2 separate regions of the Mus musculus genome follow, and region 1 is linked to region 2. The links are chromatin contacts, called in public HiChIP or PLAC-seq maps. All regions are on one chromosome and are shown on one strand. The core of a region is the stretch at or near the end of the contact, and the rest is flanking DNA. Distances in the headings are between cores, read along the strand shown. Region 1 has its middle 41 kb from the start of Tmcc3. Region 2 overlaps Fgd6 (FYVE, RhoGEF and PH domain containing 6).

What was found. HiChIP or PLAC-seq counts read pairs in DNA pulled down with a chosen protein or histone mark.
Region 1: an H3K27ac HiChIP or PLAC-seq map of microglia shows a contact between it and region 2, with 5 times the contacts expected there. The contact joins two enhancer-like sites. A contact is called at or near these places in 8 of 484 Hi-C or Micro-C datasets (the HL-1 cell line and embryonic stem cells) and 1 of 115 datasets of contacts at active chromatin or transcription factors (microglia).

Annotation. Positions count from the first base shown.
Region 1 is chr10:94,472,555-94,475,802 of GRCm38.p6, forward strand. It overlaps a transcript of Tmcc3 not described here. Among named protein-coding and RNA genes, the nearest start is that of Tmcc3, 41 kb to the right of the region's middle. Within about 2 kb of position 1,802, at least 26 of the 459 cell types and tissues checked have an H3K27ac peak or open chromatin away from gene starts, as enhancers often do. A contact at or near this core is called in microglia, where this site is marked.
Region 2 is chr10:94,121,367-94,124,598 of GRCm38.p6, forward strand. Fgd6 (FYVE, RhoGEF and PH domain containing 6) reads left to right here. Exons shown (of 21, transcript NM_053072.3): 10 at 1,873-1,931; 11 at 2,178-2,249. Among named protein-coding and RNA genes, the nearest start is that of Nr2c1, 25 kb to the right of the region's middle. Within about 2 kb of position 1,320, at least 19 of the 459 cell types and tissues checked have an H3K27ac peak or open chromatin away from gene starts, as enhancers often do. A contact at or near this core is called in microglia, where this site is marked.

The sequences.
Region 1 (3,248 bases), core at 552-3,051, 350 kb after region 2:
CCTCCTCTTTCTGAGACAGGAAATGGCCTGTAGCCCAGGCTGGCCTCAAACTTAAGTCCATCCTCTTGCCTCGGCTGCCCGGCAATCCTGGAATTACAGATGTGAGCCATCACACCTGTTGGGAATCCATGTCATTTTCACCTCACAAATTACTCTTTTCGACCACTTAAAATCATAAAACCATTTATACAAAAGCAGGTGCAGGGTGGGTTAGACCCTTGCAGCTTGCTGGGAGAATCAGAAATTGGATTGGTATGCAGAATATTGTCCTCCAGGCGTGACATGGCCAGGGGCTACCCAGCAGCCGCGACGACTTCCTGGACAACCGAAGATCAGGCCCACTAGCGTTCTGTCCTGATTGGGGTGGGGGTTGAGGAGAGGTCAGTCAGTGGCTCTCACAGGGTGTTTCGGCAGATAATGGTTGCTGGGACAAAGACATTTTCTTTAGCAATGTAGCCACCAAGTTGTCTATACTTCTAAGTAACTTTAACCCTTTGGGTCACCAAACTGGACTTGGGAGGTAGCCTTTCTTTGGTGTGTTTTTGGTGCCCTGTCTGAGACGAGCAGCGTTTGTTCCCCCTCTCCAGCTCACACAATGACTGGGAAGACAGGGGAGATGGCTTGCGTTTGCTTTTTTTACTTTCTTAACTTTTGTACATTGGGAACTTTTGAGAGAACATAAAGCTCGTACCATAAAAATAGCTAAAGATATTTCCAATTTAAGAATAAAAGCAGAAGAACACTGGGAGTCAGTCCTATTCCAACTCATCTGGACTCACGGGCTCCATTCAGGATGTCGCCCTGTTTGTTCTCTCCATAAAGCGAAGACCGAGCCTCAAAAGCTGTAAACAGCTAAAGGCAAATGGCATTAGTAATTATAAGTCGCTCCCCTCCGTGTATGCAAACAGGCGACTTAGAACATCAGCCTGAGACGGCCAAGTGTGCTTAGATGAAGACACTTGCAAGCCATTTTGTTTTGCCTGCTGCGTTACACAGCGAGTTCTGACTGCTTGCCTCTCGCCTCTCGGTGTTACACTTTTATGGTTCCCATCTCTGGGTGATTCATATTACTTATGTCCTTCCTGTCTGTCTTCTTCCTCTGTAGATTCTCTGCAGGCAGAGGACTTACACACAGCAGCTCCCATTCATTCTACAAATAATGCATGCTTTCTACTCAGCAGGCGTTGGCTTTGGGCTCTGGGGATACTGGGGTAGACCAAGCAAATTCCTGATTGATGGATCATATACATTCTTTGTTGAATACAACTTTTTCCTGTTCTCTGAATTAATGTTTTCTTTCAGGAATAGAAAGTTAGTTTTTCCCTGTCTGGTGTGTGCTCAGGGTAATGTGTCCAGGCAACTCTGACTGACTTCTTAGTGTGTGCTTGAGGCAGTGTTTGGACACTTTCTGAGCGTCAGCTCAAAAGAAAAGCCACATCTGTCACACGTCTGGGAGGGGAGTGTGACAGTGGGTTATACCTGTCATCTGTACAGATTGGAGATTAGGACACATCTGAGGGTGAATGTGACGTAGCATCAGTGGGATACATGCAGACTTTGTATGTCAGGGGCTAGGGCTGAAGCTGGCTCCGTTGGTAAAGTGCTTGCCTAGCAGGCTTGCAGCTGGGATTGGCACCAGGTAAACCGTAGCCTGGTGTGGTGCCAAGCACCTGTATTGCTGGCACTCAGGAGGGGGACAGGAGGATCTAAGTCCAAGGCTGTCTCAGCTCCACACTGAGCTCAAGGCAGCCTGGGATGGACCAGAGCCTTTCTCCAGGAGGAACCGAAAGAAGAAAGAAGAGGCAGGTTGTCTGTGTCAGGGTTCAAGTTAACTTCCCCTCTGGCTCCTCTTTTGTCACAGACTCATCAGTGGTTCCGTTTTATCATGTTCAAAATGGGCACAGTGACACCTACTCTAGGAAACTGTGTCATCACGGTCTTTATTAAGAGCTGAGCTTTGCTGACCATGTCCCGTGTTTACAAGGATTTCACTTAATTTCCCTAAGGATGACTTCTTGGCTTTTTGGATGAAATCAGGTATAATTCCATTGAAATTATCGTTAGCCAGAGATATCTCATTTTTACTTATGAAGAACCAGACATCTAGTTAAGGCTGATGGACAGTGGGATGGTGGCGTCTGGTGTGGGTTTACTCTGTCTGTGGCTAGGAAGAGCATGGGAGGCCTTTTGACTTGACCACAGCTGAAGTGGTTGTAATTACTGCACCTGGCCTGTCTCTAGTCCATACAGACCTTTGTAAAGCCTGGCCTTTTGGTTTTGTTTTGTTTTTTACATTTTATTGATTCTTCGTGAATTTGAAATCGTGCACCCTAGTCTTGCTCATCTCCCTGTCCCCTCATCTCCACCCTTCATTCTTGCAACTCCCCACAAACACACACACACACACACACAGAGAGAGAGAGAGAGAGAGAGAGAGAGAGAGAGAGAGAAAGGGAGAGGCAAAACGAAGCATATAAAAACATCTCATCGTGGGAGCTCCAGTATGTCACAGTGTGCCCCACTATCCATACATCCTAACTTGCAAACATTCATTGCAATGAGTGAGACATTGGTCTGGTCTGAGGTCTCCGAGCCAGGCCCATTTCTAAAAATATTATTTTCAATTATTTTAACATTGGTTATACTTTTCAGTTGGGTGTTGAAGACTATGAGAACGGCCAAAACACATCACTTTCTTTATACAGCAAAGGCCAGTTGAGGGTCTGGTCCTTGGGCTTGGAATGAACCTCGCTCTTCGTCTGTCTTTTCTTAACCAGTTGTTCCATCTTTCATTTTAGATTGTGTGTATATGGGGTAGGGTGTGTGCATATGAGTGCAGCTGGTCTTAAGAGGCCAGAGGCATTGGATCCGTTGGACGCAGAGTCCCAGGTGGTTGTGAGTCACATGATTTGGCTGCTGGGAACTGAATCCCAAAGCCTCTGCAAAAGCAGTATCTCCCTTTCCCCCCAGACGCTGAGGCACCTCTCTGTCTCATATTGTTCCATTTTGAGAATGCACTGGGGCTGTGCTTGACTGTGCCTTCCTCCACATTGGCTCTCCTCTTTAATGTAATGTTTATTAACTTGGCAGTTTTAATTAGCATAACCAAAGACTTATAAGCCAATCTGATGCCAGAATGTAGGTTCCATGATTAATTGACTCATCCCATTTTACAGACCAGAAAACTGAGTCATTGACGGGAGTGCAGCACATATACATTAGATGTAACAATCCCTGCAGCACTAGGC
Region 2 (3,232 bases), core at 70-2,569:
GTCCACCCCATCAATGTTTGAATTTTGGGCATATTCTTATGTATTCTGTGGATCTTCAGATTTTGAACCTGAGTGAGCCTGGGGGCCGGAGGTGCAGCTCAGCAGTTAAGAGCTCTTGTTTTTGCAGAGGACCCGAGTTCAGTTCCCAGCACCCATGTGCTGACTCGGAGCCATCCATAACTTCAGGTCCAGGGCATCTGATGTCCTTGTCCAGCCTCTGCAGGCCCCAGGCATACACACAGTGCACATACACATGCAGGCAGAACACTCATAAAATAAAATTTAAAAACAAAAGGCACTTGTTTCAAAGCCAGTTTCAGAGATTCAGAATCGTTGCCTCATAGTGACTTTATGTCTCCGATCTCTCCCATTTGTGTTTCATTGTTTTATCTTTTGTTGACTTGGCTTGGTCTTTTAAAACAAAGTTTACAATTATAGTATAGGTTGACTTAAAAGTTGCCGTGTCGCCAAGGATGACCTTGAACTCCTAATCCTCCCACCAAAGCGCCCTACTTATGTGTATTTGCCACCAGGTCTTGCTATTTTGTTTTGAGGCACAGTGGCCTTGAACTCATGATCCTCTTAAGTGCCAAGGCCTGTGTCTCTATTCCTGGCTTAGTTTCTTTGATGTAATTTTATTGTTTATGATAATGTAAATTCAGTTCAGGACACAGGCTGAGCAAAGGCTTTACCACTGAACAACACCCACTGCCCAGAGTTACTCTAGCATTTTATTTAAAAGAAAAGTTTGAGGTTGCCTGCAATGATATTTTATGTCCTCTGTAGTCTAGATGATGAAGAAATTAACATCTCCATCAAAATAAATAATAGAGGAGATAGCATGAGAGTCCGGGTACCCTGAGCTGAACTGAGTCATTTAGAAAGAGGAAATATTACAGTTGTAGAGGCAAGAATTTTGGCTTAGGAAAAGGCAGGACTGAAGATGAACTTGAGTGGGCAGAGGAAGAGTGGGTGTTGCTGGCCCAAGTCTGTCTTGGGAAGAGAAAGCCAGAAGACCTGAGGTTATGGGTCACCAGTACAGCATTCACTAAGCATGTACTAGGCTTGGTTTATTCCCTTGGACACCCCTCTCTAATCCTTATTACAGTGATCTTGATAAACAGAGCCCCGAGCCTCTGACCCATGTCTCAAGATTTCTGTCTTTAAGGAAATTATCAATGATGCTGTAGATGAAGTAGGTAAAGAGTCTGAGATGGAGGATCTTGATCCGTGGAAACCATCTACCGGCACCTGAGTGAGATAGATGCACTGTGTGGTCAGAAGCAGGGAGTAGATGGTGTGGAGGGCAGCTGTGGGCTGGACTGGACCGGGGTGAAGGGAAGTGAAACAAGTATGTCTTCATTGCTAGAAGGGGTTGTCAGCATCTCTGTGGAGATGGCATGGAGCCAGAAGGTTTAGCATCAGGTGACCAACAGCAGCTTCTTTTATCTTCCATCCTCTCAGTCCTAAGGTTCTCAGCCCTGCTCACTACAGATTGCAGCAAGCCAGAGAGATGGGCGTATCCAGGGTGACCGTGAGGATGGCGGGGGAGATAGTGTCAGGCGCATAAGTTCTGGCCTATGGTGGGGATTGCTATATAAAGACACCCTTGCTTCCTTCCATGGCAGTGATAAGGTTGCACATTTTGTCTGTTTGTTTTGTTTTTGCCTGTTTCCCCTGGTTCTACCCTCACTGAATCTTAATGTCTGGCTACTCAGTCTTCATGTCTGTAGTTCTGGCTACTCTCAGGCAACCAAGTTCCTCCCCAGTTTAGTTACTGTGTAGTAGGACTTTTGTCAGCTGGACTGGTTAATGTTAGACTCTGCTTCCTTCGTAACAACCAGATGCCCTTTCTCTTATTGCATATTTTAGATGCCCTGGCTGTTGTCATAGAGGTAGCTAACCATGCCAATGACACCATGAAGCAAGGGGTAAGTATCTGGAAACCAGGCTAGCCTTCCCTACACTGTAGGAGCTGAAGGGCTAGCCTTCACCACACTGTGGAAGCTGGAGTGCTAGCCTTCACTACACTGTGGAAGCTGGAAGGCTAGCCTTCACTACACCGTGGAAGCTTGAGTGCTAGCCTTCACTACACTGTGGAAGCTGGAAGGCTAGCCTTCACTACACCGTGGAAGCTGGAGGGCTAGCCTTCATGTGCTCTGCCTTCTCTCCTGTAGGACAACTTTCAGAAGCTCATGCAGATTCAGTACAGCTTAAGTGGACACCATGAAATTGTGCAACCCGGGCGGGTAAGCGTCTCAGAATGCCCCCTGCAGTTTCCTACACTGCTTGGGCACGGTCTGTAGCTATTTTTATTCTACTTCTGAAAGTAAGTTATGTTACTCTTCAGTGACCTAATATGCATCGCTTTATCCATTCAAAACAGAATGATGTAAGTCACAATGACAAGCAGTCCAATTCAATCAGGAGAGAGGCAGAGGACCCCATGGAGCTCCCATAGAGTCATTTAATGGGATCATTTGATTGTGCAATACCAACTGAACTCACACAGCTTCTAAGGCAATGTCATTGACAGTCTTGAGGCCTGGAAGGGAAAAAGATTGCTGTTTTGATTCTCCTCAGAGAGCACAGAAGTGGTCTAAGAAATGAGCTCAGGAAGCCGCACGCTGACTGGCAGGTCATTGGGTGTGCTGCAGATCAAGAACACAGGCAATGGCGTCAGTTATAGAGTAACTTCTGGGGCCGATACAGGACGTACGAGACTGATTGTTATACCTGAGTTCTTTTTAAATTTTCTTTATAATTAGTGTGTGTGTGTGTGTGTGTGTGTGTGTGTGTGTGTGTGTGTGTGTGTGTGTGTTAGAGTGAGAAAGGACAGTGGTTGGGAGGGCTCTCTCCGACCACGTAGGGCTCAGGAATTGAACTCAGGTCATCATGCTTTGCAGCAGTTACCTTTACCCACTGAGCCATCCCACTGGCCCCCTTTCATCTTTTTTGAGACAGTCTTACATAATCAAGGCTAGCCTTGAACTTCCCAAGTGCTAAAACTACAGAAGGGCACTCCACCCCATGCCTGTCTTATTAAATGCTGAGAATCGAACCCAGAAGTTAACACATGCTAGGTATGCATATCTTGTCAGCTGAGCAAACCATCCCCCTCTTGTCCTCTTAAAAATACTTGTCAATTTCTATTTTATGCATATAAGTGTTTTGCTTATGTGTGTATAATGGACACCACGTGCCTGCAGTACCCTCAGAGGCCAGAAGAGCG